2 separate regions of the Drosophila melanogaster genome follow, and region 1 is linked to region 2. The links are chromatin contacts, called in public targeted proximity ligation maps. All regions are on one chromosome and are shown on one strand. The core of a region is the stretch at or near the end of the contact, and the rest is flanking DNA. Distances in the headings are between cores, read along the strand shown. Region 1 overlaps bbg (big bang). Region 2 overlaps fz (frizzled).

Region 1 (2,877 bases), core at 131-2,630, 170 kb after region 2:
AAATTGTGCTGGCGGTATCATCCGACTCTGAGCCCGCCTTAATGGATTCGGTTAAAAGATTCAGGTAGTACTCCGCATCCGGTGGTGGCGTCAATGGCTTCTCAATGAGCAACTGAGCCTGGTTCTCTTTGGAGTTTTGCCGTCTCACCAACTTTCTTGGCGGCACTGGTGGCGGAGGCGGTGGTTGGGCATTCAGTGTGATCGAAAGGTGTTCCTGCTGCTGTGGGTCCTCTTCGCTGGGAGGCTTCTGTCCGTGACCATTTCGCACCACCAGCTTAATGGCCACATTGTCTTTGAGGCCGCGAACGCAATCGATTCGAGTCAATTCCCGGACATCACGACCATCGATACTGACGATCTCATCACCCTCTCGTAGATTACCCCAGCTGGTGGACACTTTGGAGGCAGGACTGTCTGCAGCACAGGATTGTATGTACAGTTTTTGGACGAGCTCTGTGCTCCTCGTGCCTCCTTGAAACTTTAGGCCAAAACCGAGACGTTCTCCCGGTAATCTGAACACTGTGACATTCTCTATTTGCTCCTCCATCGTAGGGCTTGAGCCACTACCAACATCCTCCTCCTTTTTTCGCTGTTGAAGCAACTCCATCTCGTTAATCGTCAGCACTGTGATGAACGAGGAGTCCTCCGCCACAGAGCTTTGACGCTTGACTAGCTTCTTAAGGCGATCCTTCGGGTTCGACGTCGGATCATCCACTTCCACGACCGTTATGTAGTCATCATTTATGGTTGCCGTCTTCGCTGTCGTGCCATTCGCTTTTGGTGTGGAGGCCATTTTAGCAGTATTAAGTTAGAGCCTGTAGCAGAAGAAGAAGAAAATGTTTTAAACATATATAATTTTATGTTTAGTCAATAATCAAGAATGTTTATACAAATAACATTATTTGTAAAAATTTAACACAAATTGTGGGTTGTTGATCTTGCTTAGTGAGATACTTTGGTTTTGATCTTAGCTAAAGCTTTTCATAAAATTCGTTGTTGAATATGTTGGAGTAATCATGGCTTCAAACCAAACAAAATGATCGTAGATAATAATATGGATAATCACGACATCTACATGTAGACTAATACTTACAAAGTTGTAAATGTAAAATGCATGTAGAAGATTTGTGTATGTATATTACAAGCAACGTTTCGTAGGACGATTTTTAAATTAAACTATTTATTTATTTAATAATATAACGCATAATAATCTTTTCAATTACTTAAAACTAATAGCAAACCTTGTCGGTCTTAACTTAAATTTTAAGAAAGGGAACTTTAACAATCCAGAGAATAAACTTTAATCAACATTTTAAAGTGCCTTTATACCATTATTCTTCCTTTACTCACTCATCTAACTAATGGGTCTTGGGCCCCGGTTTCATACCATTTCTTTCGACGTTTTTCTTTCTCTGCCATGTTCCACTGTCAACAGAGTTGGAAAAATTTTTATTTATGCACTTTGTAGCGCCAAAATTCTCCGGCGGCACCTGTCAGTCAACACCCGGGATAGCACAAACAGTTAGGGAGCCCCCGGGGCCAGAAGAGCAAACAAAAGAGCAGAATCTGGGTGGGGATATGCCGGCTGGATGGACACTGGCGGCTGACTGACAGTCGCTGACCATAGACATGCACACAGAATAATACTGGAGCTATAAAATTTCCCTCGAGTAAACATTATTTCTTGGGATTAGGTTAACCAAGCAATATTATTATTTTAGTTACCGTCGCTTAGATCGACACATATTTTCAGGTAGATATTTTACTTAATATTTAATTTAATACCTTTTCTGAATTCTAACTATCTTTACAACAACTATCATTTAAACATTCGCTCTTCTAACATTCTACGATACTTTTTTCCTTAGTGGATGAGCAAACAAAATGACCAAATGGGGCTGAGCTAAGGAAAGTTGAGATGGGAGTGGAAAAATCAGGAACCGAGGAACTGCGATGGGACGCCAGACGAATGCCAGTCAAAGTCGCTGCTGACTGACACAGTTTGCCATTTTCGAGGAGGAAGCTGTTTGACCAGTACATGAAGGACCGAGGATGTCGGGTGACGGGAAAAACCGGGCAATTGGTAAGTGCTCGCTGTCTAATTGAAGTCAAGTGCGTTACTCTGAGCCACTTCTATCCAACGGATGCCCAATCAAATTCGTTTCGCACCAAAGCCAAACCAACTTTGACATTATGCAGCACAAATTGTGTGCAATTTTCAGTTGAAAGAGGAATGCGAAAGAAAAAGAGAAAAGAAAAATATATTTCACAGCTTAAAGCAAAAACTGGCTCAATGAGGGCTCCAAACCTCCGGCCCAAACTGTCTGCCACATCGTCTAAAGGTAACAATTTATATAATGAAACTGATTTCAAATTTGTGATGTTCGTTGACGCGGGGGAACTGACTTGACTCGTTTGCCATCGCGGTCCATTTCTCGTTCCTGCTCCCGACATTGGTAATTACCGGGCACCGGCCAAAACAACAGTTATAGCCACGAAAAAAAAGTAAAAAAAAAAACAAAACAGATAAGTAAGGATGGGCGCAGAAGTCCGAAATAAACAAAACCAACATAAGTGGAAAGCCTTAGGCTTCCGGGTGTAGAAAAAAGAATGCCCTGAAGGAAAATGACTAAGAAAATGCATTAAATTGGTTTCGTTTAACTCTTCAAAATTGGTATCAAGAACATTTAGCAAGCTTGCCTTAAGCACTTGGAGTATTTGATAAATCCCTTTTATTGATTTTTCTATAGTAATCTTTGTTGAAAAGTTATTTTCGGATATATATGGCAGAAAGAAGAACAGGAAATCATTAAGTTGAATGATTCGATAACTCCTAATCAAATTATGGCCACGCAATTTTGATTATATTTAAACCAT
Region 2 (3,072 bases), core at 260-2,759:
CTGTCCAACTTACACGTCTTAACCCCTCACCGGGATGAGGGGTTTTCAGTGACCATGAAGAATCGGCATTTAGAAAAAAGATTGTGGTAAATTAGTTGAATAGCGAATGAACATTTAATGAACACACTCGTAATCAAACATTAATGTTTACCCAATAATATTTAAAAACTTAAAAGCCATTTGTTTGTGCAATCTCTAACTCCATGTTCTCTAAATTCTTTTCATTTCAGGTATGTAAATTTTATGAGTTATCCGTTGATTGACCCCTATGTCCCCAAACGAGTGAGTAGAGCTTCTCCTCCCAGGAGACCCGCATTGATTTATGGCACTACTCTGGCTAATTTGCCATAATTAGACACGATAAACACACAAACTCTGGCAGCAGAGGGCACTAAATATTTATATATATTTACTGGCTAGATTACCAACATCGATTTGCACTCGAGTTCCTCTCAGCCGGCACTCACTTGACATCGCACATGGCACATGGGACCACAAATGGTGGCAATTAGGCCTGCTCTTGAGGTCTCGACTCCGGTCGGATTTATGAATTAGTTTAAAGTGCAATTGGGGACGCAGAAGCTCACTTTGTTTCCCCTACAATTATGCCATAAAGTTAATTTTACTTTGATTTTGCTGGACAGCCGCAGGCCCTGCTACTATAACTATATAAATTTAATCATAGCTATTTAGGAGCCCGAGAGGATCTTCTTGTAAAGAAGACACACCGGTTAGGTGTGTACTTCACTGTAAGAAATACAATACAATGTGTTTAGCACTTGGGATTGAAAAACAGGAACAATTTTAAAAGTTTGGTAGTTATTTGATAGCATTGGGCTGAGAAGGCTAAGGGTTCTTAACTCCAATAAGAAGGAAGCAATCATAAAACATATATTTATATACAAGAATACATTGGGACGCCTAATCATTTATTTGATATTCCTCTCTCTTTTTTACCATTATTTTTGTTTGAGTGTTTGTATCATCCTCGGTTTCTGGGCAATATCAATCTCGGTCTCGGTTTGAGTCTCAGTTCCATTTGCGGACTGACGGCATCTGAAGTACGGCGCTTGCCAATGGGAATATCTCCCGATGGCTTAGCACAAGACCAGAGCTCCTCCTGATCCCTGGTCATATCCCTCCTGCGGCATTCCCCCCGATTCTCGCCACTCCTCCACTGCCCACTTGAGCTGGTATTCTAACGCACTCGAGACTGGTTTCTCAAAAAGCCACTCGAGCTGCCCGTCAAGTGTCTCTGTGTGGCTGGGCTGTCAATAGACATCTTGCCATGACTTGTGTAAAATATATATCCACAAAAAATATATGCAACACTATATTGACGCGTATATACGGTCTGCATGTTTAGTTGCTTGTGCACACTTGAAGAAATCATAATTATTGCCAGTCAACTTTTTTGAGTGGCCCCAGACTGGTTCATAAATTTACATAAAAGATAAGCACTGGCACCACTGAAATGATTGTGTATATGAAATAAAAGGCCACTCTGTGTGTGAGCTGAATTTAGTGATCCGAAGAGATCTAAAATGATCTTGGCTACATTAGTCATTTTGAATTGGCTTCGGACACACATAAATTGCCTGATGGGATCGCTTACTGGTTCAGAACTTTATTTATGTTGCCCTGTCAAGTGGATAGTATTTGCTTGTGTTAAATTTTTATATTTATGTAGAATAGAATGTAGACCATATTTTAAGCCATTTATTAGAAGGAATGGCATTTTTAGAATCAATCATTGTAATTTATCATATGTGATTGAACGCAATAAATGTCGAATTGAACTATAAAAAATCATGATTAGGAAGTGGAACAGAAAAACATTAACATTAGATGGCGTTGTTCAGCCAAATTATGGAAAATAATTCACACAACTTTATCAATAGGCCATTTATTGCCGATACAAAGCCGTCCATTAAGACGCCTATTCAAATAAATCATAAATATTTTGTTGCATTTGTTTTTGTGGTTTCGAAAGTGCGTTTCGCATTACCGGGCCAAAACTGAAATCGAAACTCCACAGCATACATGGCGCAACATGTGGCTAGGTGGCGACCAATTAAGCGACTACCCACCTAGACTGTGGACTCTAGACTCTAGACTCCGTAGACCCAGGACTAACCCAACCCATTACGAATCTGAATCCAATCCCAACTTCAACCCAACCCAAACTGCAGCTGTAAATCAACTTTGCAGCTCTCGAGAGCTCAAAAGACATGCGTGGCAAGAAAGCCAAGTGAAACATACATAAATTAACATCAATAAAGCAGCAGCACAAACTAAACTCGGCTTATGAATACGGGATATATATGCATACGATTCATTTTTTGCGCTGCCGCATATAAATCATTTTTAATGGCCAGATGCATGCGAGTTGAGGGCCCTTGATTGTCTCCCTTTCACACTGATACTGTGCATGTTAAACATGTGTAGGGTTATGATATGGCAGGACCATCCTAAGGATCTCGTTTTAAGATCCGGTTCAGTGTACAGCCGGGAAGTCATCTGTCGGATTTTTTGAAACACTGTTGATTTGCAAATTTAGATAAGTTTTCGACTGCAGTTAAAAATATGTGCATGACATCGTTTTGCCTTTTTGGCAAAGTGTTTTTCTGCACCAATATGTTTTGGCAGCACTTGCAAAAACTGCTAAAACAACTTGTACTCGGTGCGTGGCTGCGTCTGAGTATGTCTGAGTACCGTTAACTGCAACGCTTAGATACAAATGCCGAGATAACAAATCGTTGTACAACGCTGCGCGTACAAAGTTTCGCCGCTTTCCTTATTTTCCCGATTTCGTGTTTTCTTCATTTTTTTTTTTTTTTTTGGTGTGTGAAAAATTGCCCAATCCCAGGCTTGGCTTACTCCATTTGTTTGCTGCGTTCCGATCTACTAAACCATTTTTCCCTAGCAAACTGCACTGAAATCAAAGATACCCATCCGGGGATAAGTCAGAAAGTGAACACCATTTTTGTACAGTAATCAAAATCAAATTTCGAATATAATCCGTCTTTATTACGCCATTTTATGAATGTAATATGGACCAGATCAGTATGT

The links.
Region 1: a targeted proximity ligation map of the Kc167 cell line shows a contact between it and region 2, with 3 times the contacts expected there. A contact is called at or near these places in 2 of 107 Hi-C or Micro-C datasets (the Kc167 cell line and the S2 cell line) and 1 of 7 datasets of targeted methods (the Kc167 cell line).

What each region holds. Positions count from the first base shown.
Region 1 is chr3L:14,512,456-14,515,332 of dm6, forward strand. It overlaps bbg (big bang), which reads right to left. Exons shown (of 9, transcript NM_140448.3): 3 at 1-815. The coding sequence starts at 793. Among named protein-coding and RNA genes, the nearest start is that of CG9592, 3.9 kb to the right of the region's middle.
Region 2 is chr3L:14,345,887-14,348,958 of dm6, forward strand. All of the region lies in intron 4 of fz (frizzled), which reads left to right. Among named protein-coding and RNA genes, the nearest start is that of CG13482, 18 kb to the left of the region's middle.